Linked DNA regions of Mus musculus: region 2 is linked to region 1. A link is a contact called in public Hi-C data. All regions are on one chromosome and are shown on one strand. The core of a region is the stretch at or near the end of the contact, and the rest is flanking DNA. Distances in the headings are between cores, read along the strand shown.

Region 1 (6,286 bases), core at 2,505-5,004:
AATGAGATCAGAACTTGTTCTTCCTTCTAAATTCCATCATCTGTCATCTGAAATGCGGTTGTTTTTGTCATGTTTGCCTGTGAAATTATTAATGCTGTTGTGACTGAATAAAACATGTCATTTGTATCTGAAGGAGTAATATAAAATCCCAGAGGAATGATGGGTTGCTGGAAAGATAATTGGTATGCGCAGAATATCTTAATTTATCATATTAAGGAATTTGTTTCTAGGCTTTCAATCTCTGTTCATGTATACTACTACATATAATGGCATAACCAACTTTTGAATTGAAAACTGATTTTTTTTTTTTTAGGATAATGTGGTTTTCTGCTGTGACTCTTGTTTAGGACTAAGAGAAGAAGTATGTATAATTGGCTATAATTAACCAAAAAAACACAGTTCAAAATACTGCAAGCTGTAGAATTCATTCTCACAGTGCAGTATACTGAAAATGAAAAGAGTATGTTATCGGATCAATTTGAAAGGTGAGCCTGAAATATCTTTCTCTGGCTACTTGAGCACTAGACTTGCTTGTTCTAGAAAACAGCACTATAGTTAGAATTAATATTCATCAACTGGCCTTAATTTGAAGTTATTTAATTCTTTTTATATTATTTCAAATTCCACAGTTAAATGTTTGTGAGCCCTTAAAAGAAGAACAGCAGAGCAGATTGAACAGGGAGAAGTGATTTAGAGCAAGGAGACATGAAGAATAATCAGAGGGAGTTCGAGGCAGAGTACTTCGGCTTTAAAGGGATGCACTAGCAGCCTGGAAATAAGCTACCAGGAACCTGAAAGGTTATGGGACAGGAGGCTTTGACCTATTCCTAAATGACACTAAAGGAACAAGCTGGACTTACACCTGGACTTGGAAGGGGGGAAAATAGTATCATAATAAATGTTCAATGTTTATAGTGTCTGACTTTAAGGTAATTTTCCCACCACAGCAGTGAGAATGCATTTTTTCATTTTTACCTGAAAAAGCCAGGTGTCCAATTGCAAACATTTAACATGGCATTTAGAAAGTTATCCATTGTTGCTCCTTTAACAGTTTGTCTCGAGCCGGGCATGGTGGCGCACACCTTTAATCCCAGCACTCAGGAGGCAGAGGCAGGCGGATTTCTGAGTTCAAGGCCAGCCTGGTCTACAGAGTGAGTTCCAGGACAGCCAGGGCTACACAGAGAAACCCTGTCTCGAAAACAAACAAACAAACAAAAACAAAAAACCAAAAAAAAAAAAAAAACCCAAAACCCAAAAAGCAGTTTGTCTCTTTGTCAAAGTGACCGGCAGTGATCATGTTAATGAGAATAGAAAGATTCCAGATGATATTATTTATCTATCTATAGATTTATCTATCTATCTATCTATCTATCTATCTATCTATCTATCTATCTATCTATCTATCTATCTATGCTGTGGAGGCAAACCTGATCAGCACACATGTTGTGGTTTATCTAGCTTCAGTGAAGTTCTTTCTACTTCCACGAGTTTTGTGAAGAATATTCTCAGTCCATCTCCATCTGTCTGTCTACACTGTCTGGAAGCTACCTGTTATGTGGATAAGGGTAAGACCTGGAGTTTCACTGACTAAATGACAAACTTGGCCTTTGCAACTTTTTGGCTCCCAAGAAGTAGGCAAGATCCTAACTTCTTCCTTGCTCAACGTCTCCATCCATGCAATGGACAGAATACTACCTACATTCAGAGTTATCATACACAGGCATGAATGTGTCTTATCAATGCCCATATGCTATATATTTTGCTCTGACACACTTTACATACACTTGTTGGTGTAAGTGTGTGTGTGTCTATAGAGATCAGATCTCATCTCAAATCACACCCATAGGTATAGGCACACTTTATTTATTTCCTTATAAGGTTGAGCAAATGTGCAACTTTGGCTGGTATGGCTGTATTTTCATTTGTCCAACAAATATATAGTTTACACCTAGTTAATTTTTTAAATTAAGGAAAATACCCGGATAAAATAGAGCTGTTTATTCTTTTGCTAATGATATATTTATCCGAATATAAAAACAACATGGTCCATTTTGCAAAACAGGTATTTGTTGATAAATTACATTTGTAAGTATTTCAATTAGTATACTTTGGTGACTATAAATATAATTTAAACAAATCAGCACTGAAATCATGATTTTTTTGCATTAAAAATAAATTTTCTTGCTATAAATAAAACACATTAAGGAAGTGAAGCCACATGCATAAATAGCACCTAAGACATTGCTTGGCATTCAAAAGATTATTATTTTAAAAATATAAATTTGAGGTTTGGGGCTATAGCTCAATGGGAAAGCACTTAAGTTATTTTTCTATTATGCATATGTCCCAGATTTTGAGAGAAAGAGACAGAGAGAGAGAGAGAGAGAGAGACAGACAGACAGACAGACACAGAGAGATTTAACTACTTTAAAAAGACTAGTTGCTTTCTAAAACATAATAACACAGAACACACCAGTCACTGTAAAAGACTCTTCTCTGATGTATGACAATGATATTGAATAGATAAAAGGCAATTAACTGAATAGCAATCAGAATGGCTTGAAACAGGTAGGAGGGAGGTATTTTTGAAATGGGGCTTCAAGAAAGGCCTGGGGTTGTGGACAGTTGACCTCTTTTATCCTAGTGATAAAAAATGAATTAAACTAAACCACTGGGCACTAAAGAGAGTGACTTGCTCCTTTAGCTTGAAAACAATTCTTTTTTTTTTCCTGCAACCTGTCAATGCCTTCCCTCTCAGTTACAGTAGATATATCAGATTGTGACACACAGCTATTTGAATACTAATATTCCAATTAATACTGTGAGTATTTAAGCCATATTGCTCTCATTCCAACCACCAAGGACAATTTTGCTTCTTCTGATTTTAGTGGTATTGTACACATGCACAAACAGAACAAAATCACAATATGTTTTCTACTTATTCTTGTTTTTCTTCTTCATTAATTGCCTATTTATTGTGAAAAATCTCATTATTTTTTCACAATACATAATTTTATAACTGTTGCCTGGTGTGTTTCATTACACCAATTAATAATTTGCATGATTTAACAGCCCATAGGATACCAAAGAAATGATCATTTGAAAAGTTTAAAGTTGCTGACTACATCTGAGACAAACTGGAAAAGATTCAACTTGGAGAATGATTGATTTCTTAGTTATGATTTTCTGTCATCAACACAGGCTATTTGAGAAAGGCGTTCTGTAATTTCTATCAAATGTAATACACTGCCAACTATAAACATGTTAAAAGCTTGAAGATGTTGAAAGGACAATTGTGTATTAATGGGAACACTTCACAAGTTGCCCTACAATTTCTATTTTATATACAATAACTCTTAAAGGTTCAAGCGGTCAAAAGCAATTCAAAACCATGCTATTCAGTGGTTCAGACAAGGGAAAGCACTGTTTAAAGCATAGGTACACTGTTTATGTAGAAAAGTTCTTGAATTCTTAAGTGTAGTGAGCATTCTAATGAGTCTGTGCAAACACTGAACAGCCGCTACAATTATGTTTCTGTTTTCTTTTCAATATTGAATGTTTACATTCTTGAAGTATCCCTGATCGATTGCTCTTATTGACTTTGTTTTCTCCTTTCTCAGCTATTTCCTTACTTGTTTTATGCATTTCCTCATATGGGGTTTTATTTATTTATTTCACTGTTGATGTCGGGAAAGAGGTTGCCCTCTTTTTATTAACAGCTTGAATTATCAGCAGGCGCCGAGGCTTCGAGCCAACCACAGAAGATACAGATGAGCATAATTTTTTCCAGTACTTCTTTCAACCTTGAATGTAGACCTCCAGGGAATGTCACACTGGATTCGCGCTGAATATTTGCTGCAATTCCATTTTATGCTTGTCTCAGCATTGGTCTAAAACAAGACCAGGACTAAAAAGACTCAAGTACCTCTGTCAAGGTCTTCTATTATTTGCCCTCTTTCTCTGAATTTCTATCTTCTCTAGTTTCAGGGATGCTGGACTGCAGCTTGACTTTCCAGAAGGTATTTATACAAAGCCTTGGTGTTTTGAAAACTGTTAATGTAACCCACAAACTCTGTGTGACCCAAAAAACCAAAGTCTATCTGTATAGGTCTTTGGACCTGCTATCTGCCAATACCATCTTATTGATGGATGTAAATTGCTCCTGAATCCACACCTTGTTCAACCTCGGAGCTCTGAGGTCATCATAACATTACTCCTTCTATCTCTCTTACAGAGAACTTCAGCAATACATACTTTTGATATTCATTCCACAATATCCCCACACACTTCCTCACTTCTCCCTTTTCTCCCTATTGAACAGCTCTGCTGAAGGCTATGCTCTCTGTCTCTTGTTTTGAGTGTTGAGCTCTCTATTTAATGCCATGTACCTTTATATATTTCACACAGGGCAACTGCATAAATATATATGTAGCAATATCACACTCTGTATCTATCCCATAAAGGATACATTTAGTGGATTCCCAGTGCCATTAATATGATGTAGAAAGTCTATGACGTCTAAACACCTATGATGATTTCAGTGCACTTTATATGCACAGCAGATGACATGATTTGGTTACATTTGGCTTTTCATCTAATCCAAAATTCTTTTATGCTATTAGCATGACCCGCTTCTCTAAACTGTAAACTAGAACACTCTTCCATCCATTCATGTTGACAGACATTTACACACAAAAACCACGCCAAAGCTAACTATTTTGCTAATCACCATTGATTTTTCAAAAATGTGTTGGAGATTTGGCTGGACAGATTATCATCAGAGTGGACATACCATTGAGTTAAAAACAAGATAGGAAAACTGCCAAGTTCTTTGGCAAGTGATTGTTCTGAAATCCTTGCAAGATACCGATATTCAAGCGGTTGACATACTTGTTGCCTACTTTAACAACTGCCAGAGAAACATGATGGAGCAGGGTGGTGCTTTTTAAAATCATTTATAGACTTCTGTAAAATGTAAGATAAATTAAAGTTATTATAATAGTAAAAAAAATAAATATCCCCTTTGGGGGCAAGTTTCATGCCCTTTCAATATTTAGATTATTTGGACTTCAGTGTAATTCTCCCTCCTTCATAAATCTTTTCTGAGCTCATGAAAACATTTAATAAATTATACCTTTAAGGTTTATTAGATACTGGGCTATAGTTCTCAGAAGAGAATTATCTGTAGCATCTTGTACAGTATATATACTCAATATATAATGTACTCAATATGTGTGACATAAGAGAAGGAGCTCCATTTAGTTCACTTAGTTTACATAAAATGATTATAATTAATTTTGTGGGTTTGGGGAGGAAGGTAGTTTAACGTGTGTTCGTGGGGATACATACATTTGAATTTGCATATGGAGGTCAAAGGTCAACTCCAGTGTTGTTTTCTGGTGTCATTCATGTTGATTTTAAGATGGAGTCTGTCATTGTGTTGGAGCTCCTCCCTTTCTAGGATAGACTATCAGGCTGGTGAGCCCCAAGGATGTGCTTGTCCCACAGCCCTTGCACTAAAATCTTAATTGGTTACTACCATTCGTATCTGGCTTTTAATGTGCATTCAAGCCAACACATTACCAACTAAACTGTTCTCCATCCCAATAACTAACATACAGCCTAATATTTCAGAAAATATTTCTGGAGAAACCATTTGTTTCCCACTTTGAACGGAATATCTTCATCAAGCTATTAAACCCATCTTCTTGTTAAGAAACTTTACCAACTCCCAGGTGCCTCGATTATCACTGAATAGAATTTCACTATGAACTTTAATCCAGTGAAAGTACTGCTCTGAGCTCAGCCAAGGTTCCTTGGTTCCTCTTTTTTACTTTCCTCTGCACATACCCTTCATGACCAAGTTCATTTAGTATTGTACAGTTGGAATATTAACTAGTATAATAGCATGGGTGTGTTATTCAATTATAAAACTAAACCATTCTTCTATGTGTATAAGACAAATATTTATTTTTTGGAACACAATCCTGATACATTCTCATTTTCCAGCAGTATCCCTATTGAACCCATGTCCCCAGTGGCAATTGAAGGAGAGTTAAAATCATAAAGTACAGTACAGCATATCTGAAAACAGAGACCTTTTATTTTGATATTCTTCTTTAAAATTCAGGATAAAAATCCTAGTATATACTAAAATCCTCTTCAAAAGCTCTGGGAGAGATTGTTTATAACTGAAGTATAGGTCTTCTGAACCCTATGCCAGAAATTTAAGAATTATACCAACATGACTATTAGAATAAACAAATTTCCTCCTTTAGTTCACTTA
Region 2 (6,157 bases), core at 526-3,025, 380 kb after region 1:
TTTTGCTTTCTTAATTCTGAAAGGTCCCTGTAGTTAGAGCTGGAAATTCTGTGGGAGCAGTACTGAACTAAGGGACTTTTCTTGGTGTCTTTCAGCACTTGAGTTTTGCTTGGTAAGGTATCTCTGTATCTCACTGCTCAGCACAATGTTTTTGCCTTAGGCCAAAACAAAACACTTATCTTCAACCTGGGAGCCGCATCCTGAAGGTGAGGGATGTTCGGGAGTCCTGTTTACCCCAGTGCACGCTTTAACACGGAAACTTCTTCAGACAGCGTCTCAAAGGGGGAAATAGTATTTGATTGCTGGAAAGCAAGGAGTTGGAGAAAATAAATCTCTGCGTTTAATGTCAGATCTAATGGCTTCAAAGAGACAAATAATTGAAATTGCTTTTTAGGTGTGGATCAAGAGAGAAACTGAGCAATGTCTCAGGTTTGGGAGCAGATTACAGAGTCTATCTGGGGGAAAGGTTTAGTAAGAAAGGGAATTTAAAGTCTGGCTTTCAAGTCCAGACACTTTAACACACTAGTACTTGGAAATGAATTGTTATTTCCTTGTATCCTGTAGAAAGTCAATGCAGATTTTCTAATTTTTGATTAATGGAAGGAGTCAGATTATTTGATCTGATTCGTTTTATTATATATAATATTCACATATATATATGAATCACTTTTCTCCTGAAAGACAGTAATTGGAATAAAGAATAGGTATAGGTACACACAACAAACAATAGCTAGAGGGATTCAAGATCTCATATTTTGGCCTAAAGTGTGTGAGTTGCATTTTTTTTTCTTTTTCCAATTTTTATTAGATATTTTCTTCATTTACATTTCAAATGCTATCCTAAAAGTCCCCTATATGCTCCCTCCCCCCTGCTCCCCTACCCACCCACTCCTGCTTCTTGGCCCTGAATTTCCCCCTTACTGGGGCATATAAAGTTTGCAAGACCAGGGGCCTCTCTTACCAATGATGGCCGACTAGGCCATCTTCTGATACATATGCAGCTAGAGACACGAGCTCCGGGGTTGCTGGTTAGTTCATATTTTTTTTCTACCTATAGGGTTGCAGATCTCTTTAGCTCCTTGGGAACTTTCTCTAGCTCCTCCATTGGGGGCCCTGTGTTCAATCCAATAGCTGACTGTGAGCATCCACTTCTGTGTTTGCCAGGCACTGGCATAACCTCACAAGACACAGCTATATCAGGGTCCTTTGTGAGTTGCATCTTAATAAATGAGTAAGACTGGTACCGAGCATAAGTTGGGACATGCCGTTAATCCCAGCACTTGGGAGGAAAAGGCAGGTGCTTTTCTGTGAGCTCTAGGCCAGCCTGGTCTACAAAACAACTTTCAGGGCTCCCAAGAATATTATACTCTGTCTCAAAAACAAATAAACAAACAAACAAACGAACAAAAAATGAATAAGACTGACATAAACTCAGACTGTGTTAACAAGTATTGTACTTACTCCTGTGGGGGCTTTGCATCTTTAGATTGGTTAAAATAAGGGCCAAGTTCAATCAATATACTTCATGTCAAGAAACAAACAAGAATTCAGAGCACCTGAGATGGATCTAAACCCAGTAACACAGTATCCTTCTGTCCCCTCAGGAGTTTACATGAATTCATACAAAAATGCTTTTGGTTGATTGGCTTGTTTGGGCATGGGCTGGCAGGGTAATGGCATTGATGTCACGACTGAGAGACTCCCGTTGACATCTGCAGTGCAGTACATCACACATTAGAGAGCAGATGCCCAGGAACGACTCTCATGCAATCTTGTCCTGTCACCTAGGCATCAAGGAGCCTTTATGCCTCAGTTCCTTCTCAGCTCAGTGTGTGTGACTGTCTCAGATGCAGTGCTGGCAATTTTGAGGATGCATTTGCCATGCTCATAAGAGTGTATGGTCCATAATACCTATTTTTATATATGAATAAGAGAGAAGATAAAGAGAATGCTTATAGTGTTAAATCAAAGTATATCGTGCATATTAAATGATGGTGACACACTATTCAGATTTTTTTAAACACTCATCATTTCATCTACTATGCATATTTCACTGGCACATATGTATTTCCCCTTATCCTCAAAAGTTGAAGTGCTCTCTTCTCGATTCTGGTTGATGGACCCTCGGTACTCACAACCTTCCTTCAAGCTTATGAGACTTGGCAAGTCACTGACCTCCTTCCTTCTCAGGAGCCGGCCCTGCCAACATCTCTTCTGAATGTGATCCTCAGGCCTTGGCATCAAAGGTACAGTTTCTTGCTTTAATTAAGCTGAGATACATTCCTGAACGTGACAGCTGCAACTATGTATCCTCCGTCCAATTTAATATTGGAATACTTAACATTGTGTGGACTTCATTTTAAGTACATTTTTTTTTTGTAGCCCTTGTCCCTCTACTGTGGCATGGTGGTTCCAGGAGAGAGCATATGGCCCAGTAATTCTTTAAAGCTCATTTTATGGGCCATTTTTCGGGCACTTCCTGCTGGGCTTTGGAACAGAGCCTTGTTTGTGACTGCATTTTTGCTTATGTTCCTGCCAAAAGGGAAAAAAAGGCAATAAAACCACAGGGCCCTATAAGCTATGGTCATCAGAATAGTGTAATGAAAGCAACAGTCAACAATTGAGGACTTTACCAGCAACCAGCACTGCAGGGCTTAAACCTTGTGCACAAGGACAGCCTGTGTAGGTCACCTTTCTGGTTTATGGAATATCTCAAACTGTTATAGAGTTTGAGACAATCTCAGTGTGTATCCTAATACCAAAACAATTTCCTTTTTTAAAATTTTATTTTAATTAGGTATTTTCTTCATTTACATTTCCAATGCTATCCCAAAAGTCCCCCATACCCACTCCCCACTCCCCTACCCACCCACTCCCACTTCTTCACCTGGCGTAACAAGTACTGAGCCATATAAAATTTGCAAGACCAATGGGCCTCTCTTTCCACTGATGGCCTACTAGGCCATCTTCTGCTACATATGCAGCTAGAGACACGAGCTCCAGGGGTACCAGTTAGTTCATATTGTTGTTCCACCTATAGGGTTACAGACCCCTTTAGCTCCTTGGGTACTTTCTCTAGGTCCTCCATTGGGGGCCCTGTGATCCATCCAATAGCTGACTGTGAGCATCTACTTCAGTGTTTGCTAGGCCCCAGCATAGCCTCACAAGAGACAGCTATATCAGGGTCCTTTCAGCAAAATCTTGCTAGTGTGTGCAATGGTGTCAGCATTTGGAGGTTGATTATGGGATAGATCACCAGGTATGGCTGTCTCTAGATGGTCCATCCTTTCGTCCCAGCCCAAAACTTTGTCTCTGTAACGCCTTCCATGGGTGTTTAGTTTCCAATTCTGAGACGGTGCAAAGTGTCCACACTTTCTTCTTCGTTCTTCTTGAGTTTCATGTGTTTTGCCAATTGTATCTTGTGTCTTGGGTATTCTAAGTTTCTGTGCAAATATCCACTTGTCAGTGAGTACATATCATGTGAGTCCTTTTATGATTAGGTTACCTCATTCAGGATGATGCCATCCAGACCCATCCATTTGCCTAGGAATTACATAAATTCATTCTTTTTAATAGCTGAGTAGTACTCCATTGTGTAAATGTACCACATTTTCTGTATCCATTCATCTGCTGAGGGGCATCTGGGTTCTTTCCAGCTTCTGGCTATTACAGGTAAGGCTGTTATGAACATAGTGGAGCATGTGTCATTCTTACTAGTTGGAACATCTTCTGGATATATGCCCAGGAGAGGTATTGTGGGATCCTCTGGTAGTGCTATGTACAATTTTCTGAGGAAACTCCAGACTGATTTCCAGAGTGATTGTACAAGCATGGAATTCCACCAACAATGGAGGAGTGTTCCTCTTTCTCCACATCCTCGAAAGCATCTGCTGTCACCTGAATTTTTGATCTTAGCCATTCTGGCTGGTGTGAGGTAGAATCTCAAGGATTTTTTTTGATTTGCATTTCCCTGATGATTAAGGATGATGATCATTTTTTCAGGTGCTTCTCAGCTATTCGGTATTCCTCAGGTAAGAATTCTTTGTTTAGCTCTGAGCCCCATTTTTAATGGGGTTATTTGATTTTCTGGAGTCCACCTTCTTGAGTTCTTGAGTTCTTTATATATATATTGGATATTAGTCCCCTATCTGATTTAGGATAGGTAAATATCCTTTCCCAATCTGTTGGTGGCCTTTTTATCTTATTGACAGTGTCTTCTGCCTTGCAGAAGCTTTGCAATTTCATGAGGTCCCATTTGTTGATTCACAATCTTACAGCACAAGCCATTGCTGTTCTATTCAGGAATTTTTCCCCTGTGCCCATATCTGCAAGGCTTTTCCCCACTTTCTCCTCCATAAGTTTCACTGTCTCTGGTTTTATGTGGAGTTTCTTAATCCACTTAGATTTGACCTTAGTACAGGAAGATAGAAATGGATAAATTTGCATTCTTCTACATGATAACCGCCAGTTGTGCCAGCATCATTTGTTGAAAATGCTGTCTTTTTTCCACTGGATGGTTTTAGTTCCCTTGTCAAAGATCAAGTGACCATAGGTGTGTGGGTTCATTTCTGGGTCTTCAATTCTATTCCATTGGTCTACTTGTCTGTCTCTATACCAGTACCATGCAGTTTTTATCACAATTGCTCTGTAGTACAGCTTTAGGTCAGGCATGCTGATTCCACCAGAGGTTCTTTTATCCTTGAGAAGAGTTTTTGCTATCCTAGGTCTGTTGTTATTCCAGATGAATTTGCAGATTGCCCTTTTTAATTCGTTGAAGAATTGATTTGGAATTTTGATGGGGATTGCATTGAATCTGTAGATTGCTTTTGGCAAGATAGCCATTTTTACTATATTGATCCTGCCCATCCATGAGCATGGGAGATCTTTCCATCTTCTGAGATCTTCTTTAATTTCTTTCTTAAGAGACTTGAAGTTCTTATCATACAGATCTTTCACTTCCTTAGTTATAGTCACGCCAAGGTATTTTATATTATTTGTGACTATTGAGAAGGATGTTGTTTCCCAATTTTCTCTTTCAGCCTGTTTATCCTTTGTGTAGAGAAAGGCCATTGACTTGTTTGAGTTAATTTTATATCCAGCTAATTCTCTGAAGCTGTTTATCAGGTTCAGGAGTCTACTGGTAGAATTTTTAGGGTCACTTACATATATTATCATATCATCTGCAAAAAGTGATATTTTGATTTTTTCCTTTCCAATTTATACTCCCTTGATCTCCTTTTCTTTACGAATTGCTCTGGCTAGGATTTAAGTACAATGTTGAATAGGTAGGGAGAAAGTGGACAGCCTCCTCTAGTCCCTGATTTTAGTGGGATTGCTTCCAGCTTCTCACCATTTACTTTGATGTTGGCTACTGGTTTGCTGTAGATTGCTTTTATCATGTTTAGGTATAGTCTTTGAATTCCTGATCTTTCCAAGGCTTTTTTCATTAATAGGTTTTGGATTTCTCAAATGCTTTCTCTTCATCTGATGAGATGATCATGTGATTTTGTCTTTGAGTTTGTTTATATAATGGATTATGTTGATGGCTTTCTGTATATTAAACCATCCCTGCATTCTTGCAATGAAACCTACTTGGTCAGGATGGATGATTGTTTTGATGTGTTCTTAGATTCAGTTAGTGAGAATTTTATTGAGTATTTCTGCATTGATATTCATGAGAGCAATTAGTCTGAAGTTCTCTATCTTTGCTGGGTCTTTATGTGGTTTAGGTATCAGAGTAATTGTGGCTTCATAGAATGAATTGGGTAGGGTTTCTTCTGCTTCTATTTTGTGGAACAGTTTGTGCATAACTGGAATTAGATCTTCTTTGAACGTCTGATAGAACTCTGCACTAAACCCATCTGTTCCTGGACTTTTTCTGGTTGGGAGACTATTAATGACTGCTTCTATTTCTTTGGGGGATATAGCACTGTTTGGAATAGTAACCTGATTCTGATTTAACTTTGGTATCTGGTATCTGTCTAGAAATTTTCCATTTCATCCAGGTTTTCCAGTTTTGTTGAATATAGCCTTTTGTAGAAAGATCTGATGGTGTTTTGGATTTCTTCAGGATCTGTTGGTATGTCTCACTTTTCATTTCTGATTTTGTTAATTAGCATGCTGTCCCTGTCCCTCTAGTGAGTCTGGCTAAGGGTTT

Evidence for each region. A called contact is a pair of places that touch in the nucleus more often than the background predicts.
Region 2: a Hi-C map of cerebellar granule neurons shows a contact between it and region 1, with 1.8 times the contacts expected there. The contact joins two enhancer-like sites. A contact is called at or near these places in 2 of 484 Hi-C or Micro-C datasets (brain and cerebellar granule neurons).

What each region holds. Positions count from the first base shown.
Region 1 is chr6:104,305,622-104,311,907 of GRCm38.p6, forward strand. No RefSeq gene overlaps it. Among named protein-coding and RNA genes, the nearest start is that of Cntn6, 180 kb to the right of the region's middle. Within about 2 kb of position 3,755, at least 2 of the 459 cell types and tissues checked have an H3K27ac peak or open chromatin away from gene starts, as enhancers often do. A contact at or near this core is called in cerebellar granule neurons, where this site is marked.
Region 2 is chr6:104,686,431-104,692,587 of GRCm38.p6, forward strand. The region is part of intron 4 of Cntn6 (contactin 6); the gene reads left to right. Among named protein-coding and RNA genes, the nearest start is that of Gm38871, 89 kb to the left of the region's middle. Within about 2 kb of position 1,776, at least 4 of the 459 cell types and tissues checked have an H3K27ac peak or open chromatin away from gene starts, as enhancers often do. A contact at or near this core is called in cerebellar granule neurons, where this site is marked.